Linked DNA regions of Cricetulus griseus: region 2 is linked to region 1. Evidence: chromatin contacts called from public Micro-C data. All regions are on one chromosome and are shown on one strand. The core of a region is the stretch at or near the end of the contact, and the rest is flanking DNA. Distances in the headings are between cores, read along the strand shown. Region 1 overlaps Ano10 (anoctamin-10). Region 2 holds the start of Ano10 (anoctamin-10).

Region 1 (7,457 bases), core at 532-3,031:
ATTACTGGTTTGAAAAATACTCCTTAAAAGCCATTTCTTATGGATGAGGGGAGAGTAAGTTAATATGATATACGCGCCCTTACTGGTTAGAAATGGAACTGTCATCTGTGTGTCTTACTGCAGGCCCTCTGAGAGTGGATGGGGCTCTCAGGGCTTATTTTCCTAGTTTCAGACATAAACATTGTAAGCTCAGTGCAGATAATTACTCTTTACCTTATACCAGGATTTCCTCACTTTAAAACTTTCTTGTTGTGTGTGTTCTCCCTCTCTGGAGTGGAGTGGGCTGAGGTAACAGATCGCTTGATACTGTGGTTAGTGTGGAGTCTGTCCCTGAGCTTCCACTTGGAGCGCTCGCTCACCCTGTCCTCAGCTGCATGCCCTGCAGGAGCACTCTGGGAAATAACCCACAAGCATCAGGGGTGAGCAAGGCTTGCTGCCAAAGGTGAGGTCTGAGTGAGGCTGCCTGTGTGAGGCAGCTAGCATAGAACCAAGGTGTGTCACAGGACCCACGGGTGTGATTCCAACTGGTCAGTGCACCATGACGCTCTTGCCATCATTTCTTCCAAAGGTCATCATGGCCAAGTATAGCTGAGTGAGAATCAGTTTCCCTCCCCCTCCCTCTCTCTCTGTGAGTTCCAGTCCTTGGGGTAAAGGTAGAACTTTGGCGATGAACTAAAGTGGCAGGCGCTGAGCCTGACCCACAACAGGACATTGGCGGCCTCATCTTTTAGCGGTCAGTGCCTGTGCCTGCATGGCCATGGATGTGTCCCCAGTTGTGCGCCTCCATAGACAACACTCACATGCTTCCGTTTGTGTCACAGTTCACTCCTCACACCAGCCTCCCGCTCCTCCTCTCCTCCTGGGTTTGTTTCCACACCTCAGTCCAATCCTCCCCACCCCGCCCCATCACTGACTCTGTTCAGTCTCTCAGCATTGGCGTGGCCTGAGCCCAGGCTCCTGCCCTTTCTCACCTACACTGTGCTGAGTGTGATTCTTGTATCACCTGGCTCTTTAAAGTGTGCAGTCCAGTGTTCTCACCTGGAGTCTCACAACAAGCCCTCACTAGGCGCGTGGCTCTCCTGCTGTCTCTTCTTTGACCCATAGTAATAGTTAACTTCATTGTCACCTCAACAGGACTTAGTGACACATACTCCTGGGTGTGTGTCTCCAGACAGGACGAGATCAGGAGGGCCCTGGTGTAAAGAACAGATTTGCAATGCTTTGGCATTATTGGGAGGTGGTGAAAGGTTGGAGATGAGGCCAACTTAGGGCACGTAGGTCCCTGGGGTTCTGTCCTTGGGCAATAGCTTGTTGTAGCCTCTTCCTATACTGTATGACCCTTTCTCGGCTTCCTGTTCACCAAGAAGTGGAGAACGGCTTCTACTTTGTGTTCCTGCTGCCAAGATGCTCTCCCTGAGCTCATGGACTCAGGAGCCATGACCCGAATGCTCCAAACCATGAGCCCCAAAGCAAATCCTTCCTCTCTTAACCCATGTACGCAAACATTCCATCACGGCCATGAGAAAGAAGGCAGCAGCACGCCGTGTGTCTGCTCTTGGTGTCACCTCAGGATGACATTCTGACCATGCTCATGTTCTGTGTCAGGAAAGGTGCCCCAGTGGATTACAAAGCCTTCCGCTCGTCCCGCTTCCCGTTCTGTGCAGGACGCCCCAGTGTCTTGCATGCGTTTAGCAGGGACATTTGCAGACCTGTGTGGTCCCCACTGCTTCCTCTCCAAGTGGAGCTCCGAGCCTGGGCAATGACCGTAGATTCTCCAGGAGCTGAGAGGTGTGTGCTGAGTCATTTCCTGAGTGGTTTCAAGTGATGAAGCAATTCATACTAAAGATTTGTTCATGAGCAAATGAATCACATGTTTTCCCCTAGTGCTCTTTGTGACACTTATTTGAGAATTTCAGAGTTATAGTTAATATGCTTGCTGACTATACTTTTCGGAAGCATATTAAGAAAACCTTGGCGTGGGGGGGGGGGCGGGCTGTGAAGATGACTCAGAGGTTAAGAGCACTGGCTGCTCTTCCAGAGGTCCTGAGTTAAATTCCCAGTAGCCACATGGTGACTCACAGCCATCTATAGTGGGATCTGATGCCCTCTTCTGGCATAAAGGTGCACACGCAGATAGAGTACTCAGACAAAATTAAAAAAATAAATAAAAAGCCTCAGCAAAATCTTAGAATTCTATTGTTTGTAAGAATATAACTTCCTATTTAAGAAATATGGAATGGGGGCTGAAGAGATGGCTCAGAGGTTAAGAGCACAGGCTGCCTTTGTAGAGGACGCAAGTTCAGTTTCCAGCACCCACCCTGGGCAGCTCACAGCCACCTACGGCATCCGTCTATCCACAGTTCTTTGTCTTTTACTGTGTTCAAATGCATCCCCTGCTTGTGAGAAATTGAACCCCAACTACTTGCAGGGTTAGCCACTCAGTGCTTGTTGGCTGATGCTCTTCAGAAACACAGATTCTTCGAATTTAATTCCAAGCTTGACCAGGAAGGGGCCCACAGCCAACTGTGCTGTCCATGGTCTTCACCTTCCAGAGCTTTGCATGGGTTGGGTTTTGGCTCTTCTATTTGGGTCCTCTTGGATGAGATCATGGGCTGGATTCCCCACACATCTGTGCCTGTGGTTTTGAGACAGGGCCATGAGAGAGCCCAGGTTGGGCTTCAGTTCTGAATCCTCATGCCTCACTCAGCGTCCTGAGGACTAGGTTACAGGTATGAGCAGCCACACTCAGCCTGTCTTCCTATTTGTGTTTATTTATTCTTGCTGGTCTTTTTTGATGTTTCCTAGTCTTACTCTAGGCTGCCCTCATCTTCAGTTCTTATCCAGTTTAAATGTGGCTCTATGGATGGTGTAGGGATAATTAAAGGCATAAGATAAGTGTTTATTTTATACTGAAACATACCAGATACCAGTAAGATATGCTTCTAGCTTTGCATGCATCTACAAACCTGTCCGAGAGAGAAATTCCAGTGTGGTAAAAGGTCTCTTCTCTAACCTCATCCTCTAGATGGCCTGATTGCTTTTCCCTCTGGAGGGTCAAGTCCAGGCTCCTCCAGCTTCTGGAAATGGTTGGGATGTAGGCTCTGTGGACAGTGTCTGCTTGCTACGTGCTTATAAAGAGAGATTCCCCCCAAAATTTGTTTATGTATGGCATTCTTGTTATTGCAATTGATGTAATTTAATGAAATGAAATCTGATGAACAGTACGGGCTAAGGCAGAGCCGTCGCTTCTGGGAAAACCTTTGGAGAGACTCCATGAAGACAAATTGGTATCAGACAGGATAAGGAGGAGGCAGTTAAAGTGATGAGGGGGAAATCGTAAAAATCTGGGCATGTTCCAGATACGGCTTTTACCCTGCTTCCCAAGTGTCTTCAAGTTTTCACTCTTCAGAGGAAACCAATCTGGGAAATGTAGTCATTGTCCTGGGGTGTGGTGGTTAAATCTTGACTGCCACCTGGCTGAGGAGGACCTTCCCTGAATGGGCTGGTGGCCACTGAGCAGAGCCATTCCTCTCTGCTTTCTGACTCCAGAGGCCATGTGGCCAGCTGCTGTTTGCTCTTGCGCCATGTGTGTCTCCCCCCAACCCCTTGCCACGCCTCTCTCTACCACCAATCCCCCCACCATGTGCCCCCACCCACACCATAATGGATGCCCCTCCAAACAGCAAAACAAACCCTTCCTTAGTTGCTGTTCTTGGATATTTTGTCACAAGAAAAGTAACTAACACAGGGGTCTCATTTGTGCACAACAGACAGGAAGACACTTCCTCATGCGTGTGCCATACAACACAGAGGGGGACACAGTTCTGTGACTCCTGAGTAAATTTTTGGATTCACTGAGGAATTACTTGTTTCCTCGAATCATCTGAATGGACTTCTTGGGGACTGCTGAATTCCTCGAGGGTTGGCCTTTTGTCCTGTCAGTGAATGGCAGATGTCTGCTTTTACCCTGTTCCAATATCCACAGACCTTGGAACTTAGGTCAGTGCATTTTTTTTCCTTTTTTTGCATGTTCTTTTTAAGTATGGTTTTGATGACAACCATTTTACAGTTTATTTTGCGTTTTTAAGATATCATGGTGGTTAACCTATTTCTTGCACTAAAATACAGGCAAAGGAAGGTGCCCACTGTGGAGGTGATGCATCTTCATTCACAGTAGTATTGGTTGAGAAAATACTAAGGCGGAGTAAATGAGGAAGCTCGAAGCCCACAGTGTCAGAGTCACAGGCGGGATGTTAGATGGATCTGCAGAGAGCCACAGAGCTTTTGGGCTGTCAGGCTCTGGGGATACTCACGTCTCAGCCTTCTCTGAGCACCTTTGTCAGCGTGTCCCCTCTTTCGCTAGTTGTGAGCCCCCTTCAGTACCAGGACAAGGGCAGCAGCCCTCTGCTGAGCGCCTGACCAGCTTCCCTTTCGTGTACCTTATGATTCTAGGCCATGCTCACCTGCTGTCTTATTCTGTGGAATGGAAGAGAAAGAATGCATTTTGAGTTTCAGTTTTTTTTCCCCCCCTCGAGGATAGAAAACACATTTTATTTCAGAAAACTTGAGTTCCATAAGAATTTTCTGCCCTTTACAGTAGTGCTGGAATAGTAAGAGGCTTTGTGTGGCCAGAGACACTTTGAAAAGGGCTGGAGAATGATGGCATCAGAGGCTGGGGATTTTCTTGAGGTCACTGAAGGCGTGAGTTGGGGGCTAAGGACCTCTCACAGCTTCGCTTTTCATTTTCCTTTGTAAATGTGAGCTCAGCACCTTACCTTCCCATTACAAGCATGAAGCTCATCCCTGATGCAGCCAGTGCAGGCTGACAGCCATTATCCGCCCCACAAGGCTCTCCCTATGTCTGGCCCCACTGCTCCCCAGTTCTGCCCCTTCCTTTGTATTAGGCCAGGAGACTCCCCATCCTCTGGCGGCTCCATTTCTGTGGAATCAGCTTTTGGCATCTGCCTCCCATGCTGCAGAGCTGTGGAGCTGCTGTGGTAGCCAGTGATCACCAGGACTGGCTCCTGGAAGTCAGGAGCGGTGATTTCCTCCCACAGCCTTCTGCTCTTATACAATCTGTGGGGTTTCACCACAGCCCCAGCTGAGGTTCTGTTCTGGAGGAGAGGAGAGAACAGAACTATGCTTCTTCCCTTTCCAGGAGGGCTGGCACTTTAAAACTGTTGTCTCGGGGCTTGTTTTGAGGCTTTCATCTCGGTGTAAAATGCTCTTTAAACCTGGGTTTGTCCAGGTCTAGTCAGACATCACTTCAGGAACTCATGATAGTCCCTGTTACTTTAACATGCTAGATTTGCTTTGCTTTGCTGAGCCGTCTGTCCTTCTGCTCCTCCAGCTGATCAGTCAGTAGCTTCAAAAGGGCTTTGGTTTCTTTTGTGGTTCCTAAGGTGCCACAGTGCAGACAGGATCAACCCAGAAGCTAGGGAGAGCGGCAGTGTAAAATGGTGCTGCAACTGCAGTCTCTCCTTAGTTAGTAAAACGCATTCAGTGTGATTAGAAACTAGTCTTTGTAATGTTGTTAAACGCCACGGGGCGCAGTGTTTGAATTTCTAGTGTTACATATATCTGGTAAAAAAAAAAATGTTCCAACTGCTCTCTCTCTCTCTCTCTCTCTCTCTCTCTCTCTCTCTCTCTCTCTCTCTCTCTCTGTGTGTGTGTGTGTGTGTGTTTGTGTTTTGTAAGTTGGGCTCAAGCTGAGCCTGAAAGTCAAAACTGTCTTCTGGCAGATTGGGTACAGGTGGATGACGAGCTGCAGAAGGTAAGGCACTGCTGTCCCCAAGCTTCCGACCAGCATGAGTGCCCAAGTGACCACACACACAGGCTTCTATTGCTCTTTCCACATCAGTGCCTCCAACAAGCTAATTGGCACCATCTGTGCTGATAATGAAGTCCATGGTGTGGCTGCGGGTGAGAGGCACTCTCTGAAGGAGTTGACCATCAGGGTGCGAGGGGAGCAGGGAGGGCTTTTTTGTGGATGTTCTCTGCTAACCAGCCATAGAAAGGGAACTGAAAGGGCAAGAGTAGCCAGGGACTGTCCCATGCTGAGAGCTCCATAAGGGCCTGTGGTCAGGATTATATAGCAGAGCACTTCCCATCTGCGTTGTCTGCTGTGTGTTAGACTTGCCCTGAGACTACAGTAATATTGCTCTGCCTGAATTGGGTGCCTCTTCTTTCAGTGCTCCTGACTGGTATGATTTGCCATCTGCCTCTCTTACCATGGGCTGGTAATGCAGCCAGCAGCACTGTGACCCACACAGGCTGGCAGTGCTACCATTGAGCACCCTATTCTTGGGTCTCCAGTACAGTTCCCGGACTTGGAGGCTGCTGTGTCACTCCCATTCCCAACCCTCCTTCAGAAAACTCACGTCATGGTTGGGAGTGTTGTCTATGTTGCAGCTATGTTCATGCATCCACACCCTCACCCCGCAGATACAGACACCCCCCCCACACACACACACTCACTCACACTCACAAGTGAAAATAACAGAGGGTATCTGGTCATTTTATCCACTGTGAGAAACGACTGTTTCCAGGCATTCTTTCTCAACTCTCTTGTCTTAAACATATTTTCAGTCTAGTTTTTAGAGAAACTGTGTTCCTAAAAGAAAACCTCTGTGTGTATGAACACAGGCGCTTGCACACCATCGCACATATGTGGCTGTCAGTCATCACCTTCCTCCTCATTTGAGCCAGGGTGGGGTTCACTGCTGTGTACCCAGGTTAGCTCATCCACGAGCTAGCTGACCTGTCTGCTTGTAAGAGTGCAGGGTCGCAGGTGTGTGCTCCCGGGTGTCTTTAGCTTTTTTAGGGGATTTGAACGCAGGTGCTCACACTTGCACAGCTGTGGGGAGCTTCATTTCCTTGTTTCTTGATATCTGTCTTTTGACACCATTTCATTTTTATGTCAGTCCACAGCATATGGAAATTGGAGAGGCAGTTCCCTACAGTAGGGTGTTCTCCTTTGTTTAATTTCCTGTGTGCCATCTTTGAATAGTAATGCAGCCACATGATTCAGAATTCATAAGGCTCAAACACGGAGTTTGTCTGTGCTACAGAGTCCCTGCTGCACACAGCATGTGTGATTGGTTCCCTGTCTGGGCTTTTGTGGTATTTAAAGTACAAATATCAAGCACGGTTAATCATGATGATTGGAGAATGGGCTGTAGTGGGTTTGCTTTATACTTAATTGTCTAGAACACATGACAGTCTTACATGTCAGCTGATCCGATGCTGTCAGTTGTTATCACGTGCAGTCTATGGTGGTGTACAAAGCAGTTTTGACCTTTTCTAAGAAACCTATGTTCCATGAATGATTGACAGGCCAAGGAAGGTGATTGACATATTTGTCATCTCAAGTCTGGGCCGGTTGCACTTTCAACTTGACAAGAGCAGAAATTGCTTATAGACAACAAATAGTCTGCCTTGCTTTCACTGGCACTAGG
Region 2 (6,690 bases), core at 2,852-5,351, 40 kb before region 1:
TCTTTAAGAGACATTTTCTGTTGCTGAAAGAAATCAAGGGCTCCCTATGAGAAGTGAGGCGAGCTGGAAGTCGTCTAGAATCTGAGCTGCCATGCTGGAGACAACCAGAGGTTATTTAGTGAGTCATTCTTGTATGATGAGAATATTTTAAAAATAACTCTCAGGGGAAAAATGTATTATGAATGTATATGCAGAACTCCTGCCTCAATTTTTGCTAGTAAAACCCCAACTTACTGAAGGGACCAGCTCCCCTTTCGGCAGTCATAATGGCCAAACACATGCTTGTCTGACCTTGTCCTAGACACTAGAAAGTCAGATGCCTGCCTCGTGACAAGGAACCAATCAGAAGTTAGCTGGTGGCGCTATGCTTTACCACCCTGGGTATACTTTACGGACAAGCACACAACAATGACGCGGAGCATAGCAACCACCCTGGGAGGGCCTATGGGCCATAACAACCAGTTGGCCAATCAACACAGGGCAAACCCTCCAAGCCTGGAGGCACACCAATAGTGAGCCTGAGCGTACCCCTAGACACTCCCCTTACGCTGCCCTACAAGATCTCTTGGGAGGCCCTAGGTCTTGTCTTTGCTAGCCATCCACCACGGTGGGTGGGTGAAAGACCCGAGCTAACATGGGGTTAGCTCGTTAAAAAAACAATAAAGCCTCGTGCAGTTTGCAGCAAGCTCTCGAATCTGCCTGGTGATTGGGGTGACCTCGGTCGTGGCCTGGGACCCCGGATACCTGAGTTTTCCGGGGGTCTAACATTACAAGATGGGAAATGGCAGCTTGAGAAGGATGGGTGTCAGACAAGTTTTGCCATTTTTCTTAGAAACTATCCAGAGGGAATAAGCACACTGAGAAACAAACAGACGAGCAAACGCCACTTTTGGCATCACAAGGTGAAACTCAAACCACACAAACTGCAGAGGGAGTGGGTCCCAGTGGACAGGCGGGCTGCAAGAGGTAAGAGGTGTGTTCACAGTCCCTGGTTGCAGATCAGGCTGAGGGACATTCCATGGTAAAGATCGTGGAGGAGAGATGGCAAGCCAAGTCTAAGTCAGAGGGAGGCCGACATGCAGAGAGACTGGAGGCAGAAGGAATGTGGGCAGGGCTAAACAAAATTTGGTGAATCACACACATTTGTAGGTTGGTCTCAGTCTGCCAGCAAGAAAACCATTGAGTAGCCTAGAATTTGGCTTTAGATGGTACAAACTAAGGTAGATCACCACCTAAACCCTGACTTGTGCGAGAGAGGGAGAGAACAGAGGAGACAGGGGAGGACAGGGACACAGTGGAATTTTCAAAGGTGTGACCCCAGTGACCTACCTCCTCCACCTAGTCCCCACTTCCTAATTTGTCTCTCTCCTAGCACTGCCACCAAGTTATGAGTCCACCATTAGGGTCATTCATGCCGTAGGTGAGAATCTCATGACATAGTGGCCTCCCTCAAGTTCTTCCCTGAGTACTGTAGCCTTCAACATGTGAACGTTGTAGGCTAATCATAATACACACACGCGCATGCACACACACACACACACACACACACACACACACACACACACACACACTTCTGACCTAACTACACCTGTGCCTTGTTGCTAAAACATCTGGCAAAGTACAATAGTAATAAAGTGAGTGACAGAAGGTGGACGGGACAGGGAACTCAAAGGTTGAAGAGACACCAGTGTGGAGTAATGAGACTCGTTTTTTTTTGTTGTTGTTGTTTTTCTTCCTCTTAATTACCTGCTGGCTTTGATCTGAAGGCTGGCTGAAAGGGGAACAACCAGAAACAATCAGAAAACAAGTTGGAGAAACCTTAGCATCCAACCACAAGGCTGCTGGGAGCAAGATCATGAGTTGTGAACTACTCATGGTTTTCCTTTCCGAGATTAGCCTGGTCAAGAAGCTGACATCTAAGACAGGGAGGAAAAACAACAACAACAAAAAAAAAAAAACAAAAAAAACAACTGTCCTTCTGGAGCTGTGGTTCTCAACCTTCCTAAAGCTTCGACCCTTTAATGCAGTTCCTCACATGGTGACCCACAGGCTCTAACAGGCTGGAGCACGGCAAACATGGCACCGATGGGTTTTGCCTTTTTCTCCCTTTCCCTCTTCCTTGCTAAAAACTGTAAGATTACATTTCTAAAGTTAGTCCCCACAGCACACTCCCTTATTTGGTCATTAACTCATTCCTGAGACTAAACGCCAAGATCCAAGACTCAAAATTCATTATTTGGCTAACATGTCCAATCAGGACTTACCAGCTCACCCTAGCACAGATCCCCTTTCTCCTTAAAAATCCACTCCTGCAAAAATCACCTGCTTGCTGGTGTTGCTTGTGTCTGCCTTGGTGCCCCCACCTCCCCCACCCCTGCCCCAGTCATGTGTGCACTTGCCCCTTAAGGGTGATAGAATTTGGTGTCTGAGTGTGTCCTGTACTGACTCTGAGGGGAAACACTCCCTTGCTTATTCTTATTACTATGTCATAACTGTAATTTTGCTACTTTATTAATCATAATGTAATATCTGTGTTTTCTGTGGTCTTAGGCCATCCCTGTGAAATAGTCCTTTGACCCTCAAAGGGTTTGCGACCCACAGGTTGAGAGCCACTGTTCTAGAGAGAGCCCCTGGGGAGTGGGGCTCCTGGGAGCAGCAGAGAATGGCGCTTTGAAAGGCATGTTGAAGGGGCCTAATTCTGGGTGGTTTGTTATGTAGCAAAGGATACTTAATACAGGGGTTCATGCCTGTCCTAGCCTGCTTCAATAAAACACGGACCAAGAACAACTTGGGAAGGAAAGGATTTATTTGGCTGGAGACAGGACCTGAAGCAGAGAGCATAGAACACTGCTTACTGGCTTGCTCAGTTTGCTTTCTAAAACTGCACGGTACGACCCGTAGTGGGCTGGGCCCTCTCACATCATCAAGAAAATGCCCAGACAAGCCTATAGGCCTATGTGGTGGAGGCCATTCTTTAATGCTCCTTCTTCCCAGGGAACTGCAGCTTGTGTTGGGCTCTCAAAAACTTTTCCTTAGCAGGCACAAGGTCTTGGACTGAATCTCCAGTGTAAGGATCATCTGAGCAAAAAGGATTTTAAAAAATTCCATTCAAACGATGTTTTTTGAATACTTCCAATAAAATACCAAAAGATGAACTTATGTACAAGGATGAATATAAGTTCAGGGGGTGAGTAAAACAGGAACCCTGCAACTATAATCCCACAAGTCTACTGAATCATTAATTGGCTCTAATAAAGTTCGTGAACGATTTGCCTTGGTTTTCAGAGAGGAGAGAACTTCAGGACCCCGCTGAGACACAGCCAAGAACTGTTCCTTAAGGCAGGGAGGGGGCTGGGAGAAACAGCCTCCAACCCGGCATACCTCCAGGGGTGGGGCTGGAGGCCTTGTCCCCTCTGCGGCTGCCAGAAGCCAGGAGTCAACCCTGTTTGGCAAGGGCCAGAAACCGGAAGGGTGTGGAGGGTGGAGGCCGGAGGGTAGGGGTGGGACGGTGTCTGAGAGTTCTAGGAAGTGCAAGGGGATCGGGAACCCTATGGATCCCTGCGGGTGAGGTTTCAGTTACCAGTCGGGTCTGAGCTTCTCATCACCTGGCACAACTAAACCAGACTTGTGCTCACACTGGATTCTGGTCTAAGAGATTAAGAAAGAGCCTAGTCCCCTCCATTCGCGACCGCGCCAGGCCGAGCTGGCCGGCGAGCCCGGGCCCCAATCCCACCACGAAGACAGCCAGCGGGGCCCCGCCCCTCCCGCCCAGGCTCCACCTCTGCTCGCTCCAATGACAACAGGCCAGGCCCCGCCCCGAGAGGCTCCGCCCCACTCCCCGAGGCCCCGCCTCCATGCCGTGGCTGCGGCTCCATCCCCATCTCACCACAGGGACAGTTGGCGAGGCCCCGCCCATTCAGCTCTGCTCCACCCCACCAAAGTGACAGCCCTCAGGGCCCTGCCCACCCCGCCTAGGACCCGCCCCCTCCCGAGCGACAGCCAGTGAGGTTTCGCTCTGCACAGCTCCGCCCCGCTTCCTCCCAACTTACAACTACCGAGGCACCGCCCCTTTCCCACTGGTCCCGCCCACCCCGGCTGAGTGACAGCCCGAAGGCCCCGCCCCGCCTGGTCGTTGACGCCTCCTGGCGGCCTAGAGCGCCACGCCCCGGTCGCGCATCCAGTCTGCCCCGCGTCGGCGCCGCGGGCCTGGTTCTCCCGGCTCGGGCCGCCCCCCGAGGACGCTGCGCGGGCGGCCGGTGAGTGGGAAGGGGCGCAGGCGGTGCGGTGGGCCTGCCGGGGCCTCCCCCGCGGGGGAGAGAGACGCGGACGCTCTGCAAGGGTGAGGGCCAGCGGAGGCAGGGGGATGGCGGCCGGCTTCGCGGGCGTCAGGCCTGGGTCCTGGGGTGCCGGCCGCTCCTGTGATTGACACTTGGGGAGGACTCGGGACCCCGGTGGCTGAGTCCTTCCAGGGTGGCCGGGCCCATTGTGCGCTCTCCGTGATGGATGTCGCACGACTCGGGCGGGTTGGATGGGCAGCGAGCCCTGTCCGCGCAGGCCGATCGCCCGAGAAACCCCGTTTTTTGGTTTTGTTTTTCCCACCAGATCTGGGGCGGTGCGTAGGTGTCCTGACTTAAGTACCCTTCAGGTTCATTTCCCCCTCCAAACTCAGCGGGGTCGTGCTCTCATCTAAAACCCTGGACGCGCGCACTCGAATCCCGGGGGTTTTCAAAGTTTGAAGCGCAGCGTGAGTTGCCTGCTTTGTATTTAGAAAGTCACACTAACCTTAGAGGACTAGATGTTTCTAAGGGCTCATTCTGTTCTTAACTTTTCAAACAGTTTTAAGTGCAGCTGCCAACCAGGATGGGCCGTGAGATGTTCGCTGGAGGAGGGGTCTCTACCTGATGTGTGAGCAACTGAGTGTACTCACATGGACTAACGGGCTGTGACTTTGCCGGGGGTATAGTTTAGTTTTTAAACTTTGTGTGTGTTCACGTGTGAGTGCCCGCACGAGGATACCACGCAGGCTCGGGCGCTCAGGACCACAGGTGCTGGCCCTGGCCTTCCACCTTGGGTGCGGCAGCGGCTTCATTCTTTGCGGCTGTGCTGCCCACTGCTCTAGGCCTAAGCAATTCGGCCTGACAGCATCTCACCCTAGGAGCTGGGATCACAGAAGCGCCGGATGGCCTGGCTTAAGGTGCGTTCTGGGGGTCCAAATTTAGGTCCTTTTGGTGAGAAATGAGAGCTTCAGAATAGTGGACGGGGCACAGACAAGACCTGGTGACGTGTCGTGTGTTTGTGAGTTCGTTTATGTGTTTGGGTAACAGTAGTACAAGTGCTGAGTGTGTGTGTGTGTCTGTGTGTAGGGGTAAACCGGGAAAGATGGAACACAAAAGAGGATAAATGTAAATGCTCCGTAAAAATGTTCTGAACTGAATGACCTCTATTGACGTCTTGATGACTTTCTTCCTAATTTGAGTATGTAAAAGTATTTTTACTTATTATTGTGTATATGAATATAGGTGTGCATATACCTAGGACCATGTATAGGGGTCAGAGGTCAAATATCGGGAGCCAACTCTCCCCTTCCATCTTTATGAGATGCAAGTTCTGAGGGTTAGAACTCAATCAGGTTTGCATGGCAAGCACTTTTATCACAACCACCACCCACATCCCACCATCTCACCAAACCAACTTTTGTGTATATAAATACACACATTACATAATGGGGGACTGTTCTAATATTTGTAACTCTTTCAACTTAACATTTTCCTTAATCACTAAAAGTTCACTCTGAAAAACCAATTATTCATTTGAAAATAATATTAGTATTTCAGCTATGTGTTTCATACATGATGGGAAATGAAGAATTAGGGCTGATCATGCCAAGTGTTTAAATGCCATCCATGCTACTGTGAGCCAGTTTCTTACCAGTGTATTCATAAATGATCTGTACCTTTCTGCCTTTGCACACAACCACATAATCACACTCAGAATGCTGAGTGTTGGACTTGGTTGTTGTTTTTAGTTGATTTTTTTTTTTTTTTAGTTGTTGATTTCAACTTGACACAAGCTATCCTCATCTGAACAAATACTTCCATCAAATTGACGTGTACTCAAGTCTGTGGGGCATTTTCTTGATTAATGATTAGTGGGGGAGGGCCCAGGCCACTGGGGGTGATGCCATCCCTAGGCAGGTGGCCCTGGGCTGTATAAGAAAACAGGCTGACCAAGCCAATAAGCAGTATTCCTCTATGGCCCCTACTTCAGTTCCTGTCTTGTCTTCCCTGATGGCTGAAGCCAAATACACCCTTTCCTCCCCAAGTTGTTTTTTGGCCATGGTTCTTATCTGAGCGATAGAAACTCTTAAGACAGTGTTGCATGCAATCTGAAACCATTGTTTTGAATGCATACGAGTTTTTATGTATACTTGTTAGAAAGGGGGAAGTAAGGAATTTTGGGGGGGCTGGGGGAAAGATATCTTAAGTGATTTTTTTAATTAAAAAAAATTTTTTTGGTTTGTTTCGAGGCAGGTTTCTCTGTGGCTTTGGAGGCTGTCCTAGAGCTAGCTCTTGTAGACCAGGTTGGTCTCAAACTCACAGAGATCTGCCTGCCTCTGCCTCCCGAGTGCTGAGATTAAAGGCGTGTGCCCCCCTCCTTATAAGATTTTTATTTTGAAATAATTTGGGTTTT

Evidence for each region. A called contact is a pair of places that touch in the nucleus more often than the background predicts.
Region 2: a contact with region 1 is called in a Micro-C map of the CHO-K1 cell line, with 2.0 times the contacts expected there. The contact joins the promoter of Ano10 here to the enhancer-like site in region 1. A contact is called at or near these places in 2 of 8 Hi-C or Micro-C datasets (the CHO-K1 cell line and fibroblasts).

Annotation. Positions count from the first base shown.
Region 1 is chr4:229,246,040-229,253,496 of CriGri-PICRH-1.0, reverse strand. The region is part of intron 11 of Ano10 (anoctamin-10); the gene reads left to right. Among named protein-coding and RNA genes, the nearest start is that of Ano10, 42 kb to the left of the region's middle. Within about 2 kb of position 1,781, at least 2 of the 6 cell types and tissues checked have open chromatin away from gene starts, as enhancers often do. A contact at or near this core is called in the CHO-K1 cell line and fibroblasts, where this site is marked.
Region 2 is chr4:229,289,575-229,296,264 of CriGri-PICRH-1.0, reverse strand. It overlaps Ano10 (anoctamin-10), which reads left to right and starts at 4,101. Exons shown (of 14, transcript XM_027415467.2): 1 at 4,101-4,256.